2 separate regions of the Mus musculus genome follow, and region 1 is linked to region 2. The links are chromatin contacts, called in public Hi-C maps. All regions are on one chromosome and are shown on one strand. Each heading gives the region's core, a stretch centred on a gene start, on an enhancer-like site or on the middle of the called end of the contact. The rest is flanking DNA. Distances are from core to core; before and after follow the strand shown.

What was found. A called contact is a pair of places that touch in the nucleus more often than the background predicts.
Region 1: a Hi-C map of bone marrow-derived macrophages shows a contact between it and region 2, with 2.4 times the contacts expected there. The contact joins the enhancer-like site here to the promoter of 4930518C04Rik in region 2. A contact is called at or near these places in 4 of 484 Hi-C or Micro-C datasets (LSK cells, bone marrow-derived macrophages, embryonic fibroblasts and 1 more) and 2 of 115 datasets of contacts at active chromatin or transcription factors (bone marrow-derived macrophages and trophoblast stem cells).

Annotation. Positions count from the first base shown.
Region 1 is chr14:104,000,821-104,004,236 of GRCm38.p6, forward strand. All of the region lies in intron 1 of 4930432J09Rik (RIKEN cDNA 4930432J09 gene), which reads right to left. Among named protein-coding and RNA genes, the nearest start is that of Gm41238, 4.7 kb to the right of the region's middle. Within about 2 kb of position 1,846, at least 1 of the 459 cell types and tissues checked has an H3K27ac peak or open chromatin away from gene starts, as enhancers often do. A contact at or near this core is called in bone marrow-derived macrophages, where this site is marked.
Region 2 is chr14:103,897,212-103,900,897 of GRCm38.p6, forward strand. 4930518C04Rik (a long non-coding RNA gene) reads left to right here and starts at 1,556. Exons shown (of 2, transcript XR_383716.3): 1 at 1,556-2,147; 2 at 2,270-3,433.

The sequences.
Region 1 (3,416 bases), core at 596-3,095, 100 kb after region 2:
AGGTACAGAATAAAAAAAAGCTATGGTTTTCAAGTAGATGAAAGTTACTCTCACATATATGTGTCTATCTTTGCATCAGAGTATTAAAGGAAGGCATTTTGCAGTTTAATGACTTTACTCTTAATTGAACTTTAACACACACACACACACACACACACACACATTTGTGTTTAACTTACAGAGTAATGGTTTTCCATGCAAAGTTTTCATATATATTTTCCCCAACCTACCTTCTCTCAGTACCCTGTTCTCCAGCTGTACCCTCCCTCCCATTGATTATTGTCCTTCCCCTAAAGTCAGCACCACCACCACCTCCTCCATCACCACACAGAGCCCTTTCTAGTATCTTGAACAATATCTATGTTCCTCCCATTTGGGTACACATTTTTAAAAGCCAGAGGCTAGGATCTAGATATGAAATAAAACATTTAGGAAATTCACCTTTCAGAGCCTGCATTACTTTACTTTACATAATGTTTTCCAGATCCATCCATTTTTTTCCTGCAAATTTCACTTCTCTTTACAGCTGAAAAAATTCCATTGTACACATGGACTATGTCTTCATGACCCATTCATCTGCTCATGGATATCCAGATGGATTCCATTTCTTTGCAATGGAAAAGGATGAGAAACAAATATGGATGCACAACTATCTCTATAGCAGAACTTGAATACCTTTTCATATAGCTTAGGTATAGCTTGGTCTTTACTAAAATCCTAATAGTTACTAAAATTACTAAATTTAGTTTCTCAAGAAACCTCCACACTAATTTCTGTATTAGCTGTACTATACTTTTGTGAACATATCAACTCATACCTGCTGTGACTGCATGCACAAAATATGTTATAAGATCAGGTGAGCAAAATCCTAGCATAGATCATAGAAAGCTTCATGAAGCCCTTTTCTACGCTGTGAAGCCATTGATGACTGCTTGAAGAGTCAGTTTTCCTTAGGGAATACAACTTCTGAGAGGCTACACTGCCTCTAGTGCATCACCCTATGTCCACTCATATACAGGCAGAACTAAATGGATTCCATGGGATAAAAAAAAAAAAAAATCCATGGAGTTTGGAGGAAATAATGCTGGAAAAATAAGGGAGGGATTAGAGACTGAGGAATGGAGCTAGATTTGATCAAAATGCATGTATAAAATGTTCAAATAATAAAAAAGCAAAAGATTATATAACTCTGTTCAAAATAGTTTTAGGTTTTCAATTCTGGAATGCATAGAATACAACAAACAAAACAAAACAAAACAAGCAAGCAAGCAAGCAAGCAAACAAACAAACAAACAAAAAACCCAGGGTCTCACTATGTAGATAAGGCTAGTCTCTAACACAATGATCTATTTGTCAGCCTGCCTCTGCCTCTGCCTCTGCCTCTGCCTCTGCCTCTGCCTCTGCCTCCTCTGCCTCCTCTGCCTCCTCTGCCTCCTCTGCCTCCTCTGCCTCCTCTGCCTCCTCTGCCTCCTCTGCCTCCTCTGCTTCCTCTGTCTCCTCTGCCTCCTCTGCCTCCTCTGTCTCCTCTGCCACCTCTGCCTCTGCCACCTCTGCCTCTGCCTCCTCTGTCACCTCTGCCTCTGCCTCTGCCTCAGCCTCCCAAGTTCTAGGATTAAAGACATGTGCCACTATGCTCAACAAAACTGGGTATTTTCATTAATATGCATATATAACAAATATATATTTAACTTTAAGTGTAATTTTAAAATTAATGCAGAGGCATGAAAGTTTGAAGTATGTATATTTTAGTAAGCTAGTTTTAGTTGGACATCTTCCAGCTGATTAGAGAGGGTTGTCATCCCAAAGAGGAAGTCATTAGTAGTTCACATGATGAAGTGCATTCTTCATGTTCAGTGTGTGGAAGAAATCTTGCTGGTAAATAAATCCACAAAGCTTGAACTTACGGAACTTGTATTATTGATTGTGAAATAATTTTCTTCAATAGGAAACAACTATCCCAGCAAAACTTCATTTAAATACAAGTTTGGAAAAAGTTTTCATAGAACAAAGAGTCAAAATATATTAATGCTTTATTTGTTTAATAGTACATTTTAAAATGTGTCAAGACATTTCAATGAATAGGACAATGGAAAGAAGATGCAATTATCCTAATCCTTACATTAAGTATAATTGGATAGGAATCATATACAGGTGATGAGAGGATTTGGAGCTGTAGAGAAGAGAGACTGGAGGGTATACGTGTTCTAGGAACGCACCAAACCAAGGAGCTGCTCACTAATGAGTTCCCAAGTGTCTTAGTTACTTTTTTATTACTGTGAAGAAATGCCATGATTTAGAAAGCATTTGATGTAGTGGATCATAATTCTAGAGGTTAGTAAAGCCTATGGTGGGGAGCATGGTATCAGACAAAGAGGCAGGCATGGCCTGGAGCAGCAGCTGAGGGTTTATATCCCATGCACAAGGAGCAGGAAGGGAGAAAAAGGCAGACAGACGGACAGACAAACAGACAGATAGGGCCTGTCTTGGGATTTGAAACATCAAAGCTCAACCCTAGTGACACACCTTCTCCAACAAGATCACATCCTTCCCCTGATAGTGCTACTAACTCAAGAGCAAGCATACATTCCAGAGATGGCGGTGAACAATGCAGTCCCCAAAAGCATGGTTCCTCCTAAAATTGTGTGCAGTGACATGGCAGTGACATGCAGTGACATGGCGTAGAAATGGAGAGCAGACTGGTGGTTTCAAATGGCCACTTAGAACATGGAGAGGGAGAGAGTGTGACTATTAACATATGGGTAATATTCCTGTCAATCTGATTATACTAAATGGTGCTCAGCAAATAAACTGTCATTCCTTAGTTTCTCTATGAAGGTATTTGTGGAATATATCAGCATTTGAATTAGTAATTAAAGAAAGAAAAATTGCTGTTGCCCATTTGTCTGGTCACCATCTAGTTCTGACATAGCTTCAAATAATAAGGAATATAAAAGAAGGCAGGGCTCCCTGTATCTCTCTATCTCTCTGTCTCTGTCTCTCTGTCTCTGTCTCTCTCTGTCTCTCTCTGTCTCTGTCTCTCTCTGTCTCTCTGTCTCTGTCTCTGTCTCTGTCTCTCTCTCTCCTTCATCTGAAGCATTCATCTTCTCTGGCTCTGCACCATCACAAAGTAAGGCTCTCTGGTCTCAGACTCCAGAACCTACACCATTGGTTTGTTGGCTCTCATGTTTTTGCCTCAGACTGGTTGCTGCTTTCCTGGTTTTCCACCTTGAGAAAAAAGCACATTGCAGGACATCTAGGCCCCCATATTCTAATACATAGTTACATATATGACTATGCACTGATATTAGAATTTATAAATGTAATTGAAAATTGGTGGCATGAAGTTTTTTTTTTTTCAGGAATAGGAGCATATATCAAAGTTTCTAGCAGAAACACAAGAAAGTCATTTTCTTTTA
Region 2 (3,686 bases), core at 306-2,805:
TCTCTATTGTTCAAAACTTACTTCATTTCTGGCAGGTGTATCTGAAAAGTGCAACTGACCCAGGAAGAGAACACTCACAACATAATGCTTAATATTCTTCAATGCACATTGTAAATTCTTTTCTAGAAGGCTAGCTTTTAGTATGACTGGCTGATTGGCCCTGTTTTGCTGTTCCTCCTTGCTGTGATGTTTGCCTCTGTGGAGCTATGTAGATGTTCATCTGAGTTTGCAGCCTGAGCCAGGTCATCTGGGTGAGCTGCCTCTGCCTGCAGGCCCCACTTTTCTCAGGACACCACCCTGATGGCCCTTTTCTACCTCACCTGACATTCGTTTCTCCTTAGGATTCTCATCCAATGCATTTTAGTTAAATATGAAACAAAAAAGACAGTCATGAACATGACTCAAGTTCATCCCTAAGTTCATGAAGAGTTGTATCTAAACAAGAAATTGCCTTTTATGTAAAATGACAATCTCCTTCTCTCTCCTTCCTTCTTATCCCCACCTCTTCAGTGTGCGTGTGCGTGTGCGTGTGCGTGTGCGTGTGTGTGTGTGTGTGTGTGTGTGTGTGTTTTGGTGATTGAAACATTGGACCTCATAGATTCTAGGCAAGGGCTCTACCACTGAGCTACACTCTCAGACGCTCTTTTGGTTTTTAAATGTTATTATTAGCTCATAAAGCAGAAGCCTATGTATGACAAGCCTGGTATATTAAGCAACATTAAGAATATCTATCCTCTTGGTCTGGTTGTATAACTCAGTGAGTTAAGATACTTGCCACTGGGTCAGATCCTGATCTGACTTCAGTTCTCAGGCCCCATTGAAAGGTTAGAACTGACTCTGGCAAGTAGTCCTGTGGTCTATAGACAGTGCACGGGCAGGCATGCTTGTGAGAGTGCATGTGTGTGCGCATGCGCACACACACACACACACATCACACACACCACACAGACACACATCACATACACACACCACATAACACACACACACACACACACACACACACACACACACACACACACACACCCCACAGTTCATTAGTTAGGAAATATAACTTGTTTTATGAAAGAATTATTTTTCTTCTTGAGTTTTATATTTTCTCTGGATTTTGAACATTTTGGTATTGAGTAATTATAACAGCTCATGTTAACTGCAGATTTACTTCATAAAATATTTCAAATTTATGTCATACTTGGTATTAAGAATAATGTTATATCATATATAGTATTTCCTCCTATCTATGGCTGAGAACAAAGTGTTGAAAGATTCATTTATTAACTCTTGTTTTTATTCAGTAGATATGCCTTGAACTTTTATGCCATTCTGAGCTCCCGGGAAAAAGAAAGTTACAGGAGATAAACGTTTTCCGGCCTCATATAATTTATGTTGAATGGCAGAGTTAGCAATAAGTAAAAAACTGTTTTACTAATTTTAAGAAAGGAAATATACATGCATGTTTTGCATTAAGGAGGGCTGAGAGTGTTATGTGGGGCGTCACTGGAAAGTCAGGTGACCCTCGAATCTTCTGTGCTCTGAGCTAATGCACGGGCCGCACTGCATACTTTTCATTAACAAGAAGTTGCCCAATAGATGAAACCACACTCATTTCCCCTAAGCCTCACACCCCTCCTGCGCCTGGATGCAGTGTCAGGGTAACAGGCTGCTGCTTCCCACCAGACTCTCACACCACAGAGATGCCTTCAGCTACTTAAATCCTTCACACTGAGAAGAGAAAGGACTCTCGCTGGCCCCTCAAGTGTGAAAGTTTGATTCAGCCCGCGCTGCTAAAATCTCTATCAGTTATAACGTAAATGCAATTTAATGAGATTTCCTGCATCACTACTTCATTTTGTAAAAGATTAAGCACCTTTCACATGAGAAGAATATTTTGACGATATTTGCTGGAGACGAAGAGAAGGAAAGTGACTTGTGTGGGCATGTCTATGGTGAAGCTGTAAAGTCGGAGACTAACCAGGGTTGCCGCTTGCAAAGGCCATTTGTTCTTTCTCCTCAGAGCAGTAAAAGCAGCTGAGAAAATGGGAGTCCGGCATTTCTAGAGGGTTGTCATAGCGACAGGAGTTTGGTACAATACTGTCTATTTACTCGTCCCGACTCTTGGTTACCTCCCTCGTGACCCCGTGGAGCCTGAGGTAATGCATTCTGCACGGTAGCTGGGGTCTGAGGAGGTTCTAAGAACTTGCGGACAATTATGCATTGTGTTTCATTATTCATCACAGTGGGGTAACGTGAATCCCTCTGATGTCCACTGCAGGCTGATCTGAGGCCCCTGTTCACAAGGGAAGTCATGAGGAACGTGTATGCTGTTTTCAAAGCCTTCCCTACCTCCACCATTCTCCTTCGACTCGACAGGAATAATGTGTTTATGATGAGAAACGACTGTCCTGCTTTCTAGAGCTTGACTCTGTTCCAGACCATTGCTTTTTGTACACAAAGTGCCTCCCGCTATCAGAGAGTGGAGATATTTGCTCTGGACTACTTTATCATCTTCAAACCGTCACTGGCAGAAATGTGTGTGTGAGGTCAGCGCATTCATTCCACCAGCACCAGAAGCTAGCGCGTATCTGCGGCTGTAAATAAACAAGGGGCACGATGTTAGAAAAAAAAATGTTGGGGTTCTGACCTGCGCAAAGTCGACTGGAATGTTTCCCTAGTATTTATCCTCTGCTTTTCCAAGCTTTGTATAAACATGAATTTCCAGAATTTTTTAAGAACTGACGCTGATGAAAAAAATTCAGTCTTCTAATGAGTTTGTAAAACACATCAGATTTAATTGTTGAATACTATAAAAACAACAACAACAACAATAACAACAACAATGTGAACAGAAAGAAAAGGTGCATGTGCGTATTGAAGCAGCTTCAAAAAGAACTTTTCATTTTTTTTGTTATTTTTCATCATCAATACTAGAACAAAGACATATTTTATATGCATATTTAAAGAGTTGAAGTAGACGCTTACACTGCAAGAAGCTTAAATTCCAGACTTACTCAAAAGATGAGGAGTGTTGGATGTAAGATATGAATACCAAAGATTCTGGAACAGTCCAAGGCCCTGCTGACATTTTCTTGGTAAAGGAGGAAGATTGACAGTGAGCATAGCTCAGTTGTGAGTGTGTGACACTCAGTCACACAGGATCAGCTGAGCAGATACATCAGGGAGGTGACAAGACTTGTAGGATTGTCACCACATTTTAGGCATCCATTACATATCTTGGATATTAACTCTTTCTTAGATATGAGGATTGCAAATAGCTTCTCCCTCCCCCTCGAGTTTCTTGCCATTCTGTAGATCATTCTGGTTGCTATGCAAAAAGTATTTTTGCTGCTGTTATTTTTTATGATACAACCCACTTACCTATTTTGTTGCTTCCATTACCCATTCTTATGATATTTTATTAAAGAGACCATCACCAAGACCACTGTGAAGGTTTTTTTTTTTTTTTGTATATTTTTCTTTTAGGAGCTTTGTAGGTTCAGATCCTACAGTCTAATCTTACATCCATTTTGAGTTCATATTGAAAGAGATGGGTACAGCTTCATTCTTTTTAGTAACAACACCCAGTTTTCCCAGTATCCATTATTGAAGAGACTCCCCACCCCCACCCCATCCCCACCCCCACCCCATCCCCACCCCCACCCCATCCCCACCCCCTGTGTATTTTGGTGTCC